3 separate regions of the Sus scrofa genome follow, and all the other regions are linked to region 3. A link is a contact called in public HiChIP or PLAC-seq and promoter capture Hi-C data. All regions are on one chromosome and are shown on one strand. Each heading gives the region's core, a stretch centred on a gene start, on an enhancer-like site or on the middle of the called end of the contact. The rest is flanking DNA. Distances are from core to core; before and after follow the strand shown. Region 1 holds the start of DLG4 (disks large homolog 4). Region 2 holds the start of SLC2A4 (solute carrier family 2 (facilitated glucose transporter), member 4). Region 3 holds the start of SLC16A13 (monocarboxylate transporter 13).

Region 1 (2,872 bases), core at 286-2,785, 140 kb after region 3:
TGGCACTCCAACCACAGGGATAGCCTTGTACGGATCTTCCCGGCTGCCAGCCCGGCCCTCCTCTGACTCCTTCTCACCCCAGTAACCTTAAATCCAGGTGTCCTCCCCCACCTTTATCCCAAGGGTCAGGGGTAACAGGAACATCCCCTCCACCTGCTCTTCTCCCTCTTTCTCAACCAGGGGTAGATATTGTGTGGGAGGAGATGGGGGTGATGGGCATCTGCCTGGGCCACCCCCAAATTCTGCACCATGCACCTGGTCCCCCTCCTCAAATCCCCTCTCTCCCCAAACCTCTCCTCCTCCTCCTCCTCAGGAGCTGCCAGCCTCAGCTGCTGCAACCTTCCACCACCCAAGGGAGCACCCCCAATCCTAACCTCACCTGGTCCCTTCCCTCAGGTGATCCTATGTCAGGCCCTAGCTCGCTGACAACTCCCAACTATCCCCATTCCGTAAGCTGGAACCCTAAATTAACTGCTCCCCCAAAATGAGAGCACCCCCAAATGTATCTACCACGAGACGCTTCTTCTATAACCTGAAGGCCTTCCCCTTCCGTGCCAGCTGACACCCCCAGACCAGTCAGGCCCTCACAACCAGTAACCTCCTACCCCCAAGCCAGGAGCCCCCCTGAAATTGGACAAGACACCTGCAGACCAGTTTGTCTCCCAGGGGAGAAGGGGACCCCCCACGCAGAGCCCCTCTTCTAACACACACCGGGCAGGACTCCCATGTGAGCCAGGCTTCTCCTTAAATAAGTCTCCCTCAAACATCACTGGTGAAGCTCAGAATCCACCAGCCCCCAAGTCACAGAATACCCCCTATTTTCCATTTCTCCCCAGGTACAAAGGGATCACTCCAGGGGGCACCTGTGGCCAAACCCAGCATTTTCTCAGCCGTGAACCCCCAAACTAAATTATGACCCCCAAATCCATCTTCGGATGCTCTCACGCCAGGGCCCCCGGGCGGCAGATTAGGCCTGACAAACCCCTCCCCACAAACTCTCACCCTCCCCCCAGGTGACTGGCCCCCCCATCACGGCTTACCTTGGTTGTCACTATACAGAGACAGTCCATGTTGGGGGGCCTGGCCGCGGCGGCGGGTAAGGGGCTCTGACTTCATCGGAGTTTCGTTCCTCCCCTCCCTGGGTTCTCACCCCTCCCCCCTCCGCACCCCACTTTTGCAGGGGGGGCCAGGATGGGGGGAGGGGTGAGAGGGGAAAGAGGGGGTTGGAGAAGGGGAGGGGAGGGGAGCGTGGGAGGGAGGGGAAGGGGGCCCTAAAAGGGGGTCCCCAGTGGAGGGGAGGGGGCTTGGGGAGCACACCCCGATTCTCAGGAGGGGCGGGGGCACCGGGGGCTGGCAGCCCCGGAGTTCGGGGGCTGGGGCATGAGCTGAGGTGGGGGAGGGGAGCTGGATTTCGGGGAGCCCCGGGGTAAGGGGGGGTCTTGCCTAACGGCCAGGGGCTCGGGGCCGTGGCGGGGGAGTGGGGTGGGGGGGTCGGAGGCGGCAGCGGCCGAGGGAGCCGTGGAGCCGAGGAGGGAAGGGGAGAGAGGAGGAGAGAGGAAGCAGGGGGAGGGAGGGAGCGATCGAGGAGCAGAATGGGGGGTGCCTTGGCAGGCTTAACTCCTTCCGCGCTGGCAGGAACCCGGATAATGGGAAAGGAGATGGAGGCAGGAGCGGAGAGGCCCTGAGGCCAACATGGAGGCCTGGCCAGAGCCACCAGCGCTGACAGCAGAGCCAGGGAGGAGGAAGCAGCCCGAGATGGGCTGGGAGCCGCCAGGGTGGCGGGGCCGCTGGAGAGAGGCTGTGCTCGGGGCAGGCAGGGAGGGAGGGCCAGGCACGAGGGAGTCCCTGGGGGCCTCAGCTCCCTCAGACGCACAGGAGGAAGCCTCAAGAGTGACTGAGTCCTGGACCCTTTGGGGCCTGCAGCTGGGGCAGGTGAAGAGGGGGCTGCAGGGGCGCCTGACTCCGGCCGTGGTCCCAGGGCCCCCAAGTCTCAGGGTAATAGTAGCAGTGCTTTGCGCACCCCTCCAGCCCTGCCTGCTCCCTCGGGAAGTCGGGCCCCCACCCTCACCCCCTTACCTGGCTCTCTGAGATGGAAGCCTCATAATAGTCCAGGATGTCTGTCACAGGAACAGAACCACCGAGTTACCTCGCCCACCCCCTGCCTCTCTGGCCGCCCCTGCCATCACCTCACCTCCGTCTGCCCGCTAAGGGAGGAACCCCTCCAGCCCGGGCTGGTGGACGCTGATGGAGGACCCCTGCCTGGGGCTCCTGCAGCTACCAAAAGATCTCCAGACTCCCAAGCAGCCCCCAGGCCAGCCCTTTCCACGGCTGCCCCTCGGAAAATCGGGGCTACTCACCCAGCAAGGCCTGGAAGAGGTCACTGTGCAGCACCGTGAGGAGAGGGGGTGCCCATCGCAATAGTGGGGGGGCCAGGAGCCAGAGGGCTGACCTGGGAGCTGGTGAAATGCAAATGAGGGAGGATTGGGACAAGGGAGCCAGCCACGAGGCGCCAACACATTCACCTCCGCCTCTTATCTCTGCTCTCTCACCCCAGACTCTCTGGAGAGGTCCAGGACAAGGACCCCCAGGCCCACCCTCTCCCCCCAGGCCTCTCCTTCACAAGGACTCCTGTTTTTCACCTCTGGGTCCCTCGGACATCTCTCTCTTCTCTCACTTTAATCTCTCTAATCCCCCCAGGGTCAGAGGAGCTGAGCTGCCTCCTCCCGACCCAGCTGGACCTGCCAGGCAAAGCAGGCAGCCTCCGACCCGCCCGCTGTGCCACCACCATCACCATCTTCCTCCTCACACCCTGGCCCCTCCCCAAAGCCAGGTGTGACCCCTCCACTTTCCTGAAGACTGGGCAAGGGGGTCA
Region 2 (3,080 bases), core at 74-2,573, 190 kb after region 3:
CGGTAACCGAATACTCAGATCTAGAGCTCCAGAAGGAGGTCTGGGATGGGCCTGAGGGGCACCTTGGAGTGGGAGAAGGTCTGGGAGAGTGGCTCGGAGACCACCTCGGCCCGATCCGCTGCGGATCCGCGCTCTCCCTCCAGATGGCACTACAGCACCGCGCTTCCGAGGCCCGTTTTCCCAGCCGCGTGCGCTCCCCTACCCAGTGTTCTGCTGCTCTCGGGACATGCCAACTCTAGGTCGTGCCCTCCTCCCTGGGCAGGATTTAGCTGGGGATTCAAACCCAGAGCGGCCTCCAGGGAGCGTGTCCCAAGTCGTCCACGCGGCTAGCACATTCTTGGCAACTCAGGGGCCTCAGGACTGGTGACGTGGTTGGTGTGACCACCTGTCCCTTGGGCCGCTTCCAGTAACCAACGTGGGCCACGGGTGTAGGGGAAGGACCAGATAGGCAGAGCCCGGAGCAGGGATGTACGGAAAGAGGACCACCAAGTCCAGACACCCGACCCGCTAGGAACGGAATTTCCTGTCCCCGGGGCCATCACCGCGTGGGGAGCGTGTCGCGGACCCTTTAAGGCTCCATCTCCCTGCCACCACCACCCCGCCCGGGACAGGCCAGGACACCGGGGACCTGACATTTGGCGTCTCCCAACGTAGGAGCTAAAAATAACCGCCGTGGGTTACTCTAGGCCATTGGCCCGCACCCACCCCGCGCGCCGCCTCGCGCTGTCTCGGGCCGCCCGCGGTCTCAACCGGGCAAGTGTACCTGGCCCATCTCCTCTCAGACCCCGCGGTTCCGAGCCAACGCGCAGGGCTTTGAAGTCGCTTCTCCGGCCCCCAAGCTTGGCAAGTGGGCGGAGTCTTCGCACTTAAGGCGACGGAGCCGCCAGGTCTCCCAGGACCCTTTTCTCAAACACTTCCCGGCGGAAAGCTGGCGGGAACCGAGGGGCGTGTCTCGCCGGGCACGCTAAGGGGCGTGGCCTCGCCGGCCAACCCGACGGCTGGTGCCAAATTCCCAGCCCGAGCTCAGGGAGGGGCGTGGCCTTCTGGGGTGTGCGGGCTCCTGGCCAATGGGTGCTGTGAAAGGCGTGGCCCTGGGGGCTGCGGGGGCTGCTCCTCGGGTCTTTTCCCCCCAAGCCAGGCTCCACCAGATCCCTGGGAGCTACACTCTGGCTCCTCGGCTTGTGGCTGTGGGTCCGACCCGGCCCGCCCTCCGTACTGCGCTTCGGGACCCCCGTCGCCCCTGTGTCCTTCTGCCCGCCAGGCTGGGGCCACAGACCCCCAGTCGCCTCTCTCCGGTCTCCGGCAGCTCCTGCGCCTCCAGCTCCTAAGACAAGATGCCGTCGGGCTTCCAACAGATCGGCTCCGAAGTAGGGCTTAACATTCAGGGGCGGGATGGGGACACGGGTCCCGCTTTTTCTCGGGCTGGGGTCGCAGTTGGGGTCAGCGAGGGGGCGGTCCTTGCGCAGGTGCAGGGGGTGGGGTGGGGGACTGGCTATTTATACCCGGGGCTTGACAACCCGTGACTGTCGAATTCCAGTCCCTCGTGGAGGCAGAGTGGGTCTGGGGGAACTTTCCGGGGCAAGGACTACAGCTGCATTCCGCGCGTCCCAGGGTTCGCCCCTCCTCGCGCTGCGCGGGGATCGGGGACACCCTGCATTCAATCCAGCTTGAGCAAGCAGACCCCGGCGGGTCTTGCCCTCCAGGAGCTGTCCGTTTGTCCCGGCTCGACCGCAGTTTTTCGAGGACCAGAGGCTTCTCCGTTGGCCCCCACCCCCACACTTGGCAGTCCTCCTGGACGCTGAACTTTCCCTCGGCCCCGCGGTTGGTGGAGGGGTAGAGGGGAGTGTCGGCCCTCCCTCCTCCAGCTCAGGTTTCCCTTTGGAGACAGTCTGTGCCGCCAGCGATCAGCCACCACCACCACCACCACCACCGCCCCTCACACCACCTTCCCGCCCCCATCCCCTGGGCAAGTCTCTCCCAGGCGAGAGCCGCCATGGCCCCCTGCCCTTTGTCGCAGCTTAGAGGGGGAAGGGAGGCTGGGGCGGAGACAGAGACGGCCACAAGGCTGGGAGGAATGACCGCGATGTCCTTTTAGGAACTGCCCTTCTTGAACCTGTTGGGGGCTTCCAGGAGCCGGCTGCCAGAACCCCCAGGGAGGAGGGAAGAGGACAGAGGCTGCTGATGATAATGCACTTGTCACTTTATAAAGCCAGTACAGTTGGGGACACAATTAACATTCAATTTTGATTTTCACACTTTCACTGACACATAGACAAAGCAGGCAACATCATCCGTATCTCCCCAGTTCTCCACAGTTCAGAGAGGGGAAGTGACTTACCCAAGGTCACACAAAATCTGAACTCAGGTCTTGTAAGACCAAGGCTGTCCCAAGGTCACAGAGGAATTGTGAGACCCAGGTCCTCAAACATTTCTCTGCCTGCTGGACTCAAACATCGGTCCCCCCCCCCCAAGCCCAGCTGCCCGCAGGTTCTTCCCGCTCTTGTTTACATTGAGATCTTCAAGGGATTCCTAATAAGGTCCACTTTCCTCACCCAACGAGCTGGATGGAACCCAGCACCTTAAGGCTCCTGCTGGGCCCAGGCCTCAGAGGGAAGGAAAGAAACCACAATTCCACGTGACATGTCCCCTCTCTGCTTCCACCTGCCCAGGATGGGGAGCCCCCTCAGCAGCGAGTCACTGGGACCCTTGTCCTCGCCGTCTTCTCCGCTGTGCTCGGCTCCCTGCAGTTTGGCTACAACATTGGGGTCATCAATGCCCCCCAGAAGGTGAGGGGCCACAGCTGGCAGAGTGGGGTTCCCAGACAAGGCGGGGGAGGAAGGGGGTGAGCAGAGAGGGACAAGTCTGCAGGCATCACTCCTGTGCTCCCCCCCCCGCCCCCAGGTGATTGAACAGAGCTACAATGAGACGTGGCTGGGCAGGCAAGGGCCCAATGGACCCGGCTCCATCCCACCAGGCACCCTCACCACCCTCTGGGCTCTCTCCGTGGCCATCTTCTCTGTGGGTGGCATGTTCTCTTCCTTCCTGCTTGGCATCATCTCTCAGTGGCTGGGAAGGTATTG
Region 3 (3,067 bases), core at 61-2,560:
CCAGCCTACACCACAGCCACAGCAATGCCAGATCCTTAACCCACTGAGCGAGGCCAGGGATCAAACCCGCAACCTCATGGTTCCTAGCTGGATTCATGAACCACTGAGCTACGACGGGAACTCCGATAGCATATAGATTTTCTAATTCAACTCCCCTGCCAATCCTAAAAGTAGGTACTATTATTAGCTTCAATTTACAACTAGGGAAACCAGCTGAGAGGTTCAAGATCTTGGTCAAGTTAACAAGTGATCAAGCCCGGACTGAAACTCTGATTTGATTCTAAAGACTGTGCCCTTAGGCACGATCATACAGCCACACCAATTTCCACATCTTTGATGCAGTCCCCACCAGCCAAAGTTCTGACCCCACTCCCCCCTCCCCCCAAAAAAAGAGCATCTGGGGCATGATTATTTTTATTTCCCACATATAAAGATTCAATACGCTTTTGAAAAGTACCCAGCCTCCCTCCTCATCCCAGCCCACTTGTCCGGTATGAACACTTGAGCTCACATTTCAAGGTCAGTGTCCTAAAGATCTTGAAGCCGAGCCCTATAGCGCTGTGTAAGACTGGAGAAATTGGGTGCTGGTGGGGTAGAAGGGGCTTATTGCTCCAGTGGTGGTCACAGCTTGTCTCTTTAGTCTATCCCACCATGAGATCAAAAATTGTGGTCAGGAAGTGCTTGTTACTAGAGTGCAGAGGAAAAGTTTCCAGCCCCACTGAAGAAGGGTGCTTGGTGGGGCTCCAGTGAGCTCAGAGCTGCACTTCCTCTCCCCAGTTATTTTTGGTCTCCGTGACCTGTAGGTTTCCTGTTAGTGGGAACAGGGAACAGGAACGAGTTCCTATTACAGAAATCAGCGCAGGAGTCCAACAGCCCATTCCCTTGCCTCCTTCCTTGGTCTTTGAATCCCTCGGGGATCTAGCCGGCTAGATTCTAGTGGCCTCAGGTGCTTGGCCAGATACTTTGTTTAGTCTTATCTCAGAATCCCTCGGAACCCCCTCCCCCACCCACCCCCGCCCCACCTTTCAACTCCTGGGTCCCTCATTAAGCAGGTACGTTATCTTCTCCTGAAGTAGTTCACCCACCGCCAACCCCCAGGGACTCCTTACGTGCACGTCTCCGTGCTGAAATCTGGTCGAATTAGCCCGCTAGGTAGACAGGAGACCGAAGGAGCCTCCTCGTAGGCTCCTGGGTCACGCGGGGTCCGCTGACTTGGTCCCGGAAAGTCCCCGCCTCACGCATGCGCCGGGCTCGTTGCCCCTGCAAGGAACGGGCTCTAAACCCCGCCCCGCCCCTCTGGCCCCGCCCCTCGCCGAGGAGTTCCGCGTTTTCATTGGTGAGCTGCAGACGGGGATGTCGGCCGGGCTGGCCAGGTGCTGACCCTTCCGATGATAAGATTGATGATCCACCCGGAGGCTGGCGCCCCAGGGGTGGGGCTCAAAGCCAGTGCTGCCCCCGCCCCCGGGCTCCTAGACCGAATGGCCGCCCCTGCCTCCGTCTGTCCCACCCGGGCCCGGACTCTCGACTACCGCCAGCGTAGCCACGCCCCCTGGCGCTGAACGCGGGGGGCCAGCGAGGGCCTGGTCACCCCACCTATATCGCTCCCCCACTAAGGAAAAGGCGCAGGCGCCTCACGCAGCCTCTCTGCATCTTTCAAGCCCTCGTAGGTGCTTTCCTCGCTACCATCCTCTCCGCCCCCGCGCGGTCCGGAGCCGGCCGGCTGGGTGGCCAGGTGGGTGGGCGCAACCTCCTGAGCCCTGCTCCCGAAGGTCTCTTGGTGGCGGCTGCCCTGTTGCCTCCCTGATGGCACATAGGGCTGAGCCCCCCGACGGGGGCTGGGGATGGATGGTGGTGCTCTCAGCGTTCTTCCAGTCGGCGCTGGTGTTCGGGGTGCTCCGCTCCTTCGGCGTCTTCTTTGTGGAGTTTGTGGCGGCGTTTGAGGAGCAGGCGGCGCGAGTCTCCTGGATCGCTTCCATAGGAATCGCGGTGCAGCAGTTCGGGAGTGAGTGCTGCGCCTGGGTCCAGAGTCCTGCGACCCTTGACCCTCGGAAGGGAGGCGGGGGTGGGGGGAGACAGTCAAGGAGATGGGGCGGGTGGTTGCTGGGGAAGGACGCCTGGGCGCTTCCCCCAGAACCTTTCCTCTTCTCCAGGCCCAGTGGGCAGTGCCCTGAGCACGAAGTTCGGACCCAGGCCTGTGGTGATGGCTGGAGGCATCTTGGCTGCATTAGGGATGCTGCTCGCCTCCTTTGCTACCTCTTTGACCCACCTGTACCTGAGTATTGGGCTGCTCTCAGGTGAGACCCTGGGCAAGGGCCGGAGAGTCAAAAGCCTGAGTCTTTGGCCTCTGGACTTTTTACCTTCTTCTGGCTGCTTTGAAAGGCTTAGGGAGAAGCCGAGGGAAAGGTTTGGCTGGCGCCTGGGCCCTGAGGGGCTTCTTAAAGAGAGGTGACTAAAGTGAGAAACCGGTTAGGGAAGATCAGGAAACTCAAAGACGATGAATCCAGAAAGTACAAGCCCAGGGCTAGTGGGACTGGAGTTACTGTGAAGTGGCGGCAGGGACTTTTCATTATCCTATTTACAGATGAGCTTATGCTACTCGCAAATGAAGCACATGCAGCCAGAAACGGGAGAGCCCAGGTCTAACTCCAAAGGTCTGTGGTACTTTGCAAACATTATCTCTAAGCCTCCAGAGTCTCATAAAATATATAAGCCCTGTTTTGCAATGAGACTGAAGGTGGGAGGTGAACTGCACAAGGTCACACAGCTAGAAAGCATGGAGCTAGGACCGTAACTCAGGCCTGTGCCGCATTCAGGCAGTGGTGGGAGGATGACTGGGTGCCCTGAGCTCCCTAAGAGTCCCTCAACCCCCATTTCTTCCTTTTGACAGGATCTGGCTGGGCCTTGACCTTCACTCCAACCCTGGCCTGCCTGTCCCGTTACTTCTCTCGCCGGCGGTCCCTGGCCACCGGGCTGGCGCTGACGGGCGTGGGCCTGTCCTCCTTTGCTTTTGCCCCACTCTTCCAATGGCTGCTCAGCCACTATGCCTGGCGGGGGGCCCTACTGCTGG

What was found. Promoter capture Hi-C pulls out the DNA fragments that hold promoters and counts their contacts. HiChIP or PLAC-seq counts read pairs in DNA pulled down with a chosen protein or histone mark.
Region 1: an H3K27ac HiChIP or PLAC-seq map of alveolar macrophages shows a contact between it and region 3. The contact joins the promoter of DLG4 here to the promoter of SLC16A13 in region 3. A contact is called at or near these places in 2 of 5 promoter capture datasets (fetal skeletal muscle and liver), 1 of 47 Hi-C or Micro-C datasets (skeletal muscle) and 1 of 2 datasets of contacts at active chromatin or transcription factors (alveolar macrophages).
Region 2: a contact with region 3 is called in a promoter capture Hi-C map of fetal liver, with 2.4 times the contacts expected there. The contact joins the promoter of SLC2A4 here to the promoter of SLC16A13 in region 3. A contact is called at or near these places in 1 of 5 promoter capture datasets (fetal liver) and 1 of 2 datasets of contacts at active chromatin or transcription factors (alveolar macrophages).

What each region holds. Positions count from the first base shown.
Region 1 is chr12:52,572,486-52,575,357 of Sscrofa11.1, forward strand. DLG4 (disks large homolog 4) reads right to left here and starts at 1,536. Exons shown (of 20, transcript XM_003481294.4): 1 at 1,041-1,536. The coding sequence starts at 1,070. It overlaps ACADVL (very long-chain specific acyl-CoA dehydrogenase, mitochondrial), which reads left to right and starts at 1,036. Exons shown (of 20, transcript XM_021067809.1): 1 at 1,036-1,096.
Region 2 is chr12:52,627,423-52,630,502 of Sscrofa11.1, forward strand. SLC2A4 (solute carrier family 2 (facilitated glucose transporter), member 4) reads left to right here and starts at 1,324. Exons shown (of 11, transcript NM_001128433.1): 1 at 1,324-1,367; 2 at 2,670-2,786; 3 at 2,902-3,074. The coding sequence starts at 1,335. It also overlaps a transcript of CLDN7 not described here.
Region 3 is chr12:52,434,209-52,437,275 of Sscrofa11.1, forward strand. It overlaps SLC16A13 (monocarboxylate transporter 13), which reads left to right and starts at 1,311. Exons shown (of 4, transcript XM_003131926.4): 1 at 1,311-2,002; 2 at 2,151-2,294; 3 at 2,888-3,067. The coding sequence starts at 1,804. It overlaps SLC16A11 (monocarboxylate transporter 11), which reads right to left. Exons shown (of 6, transcript XM_005669186.3): 5 at 1,110-3,067; 6 at 399-808.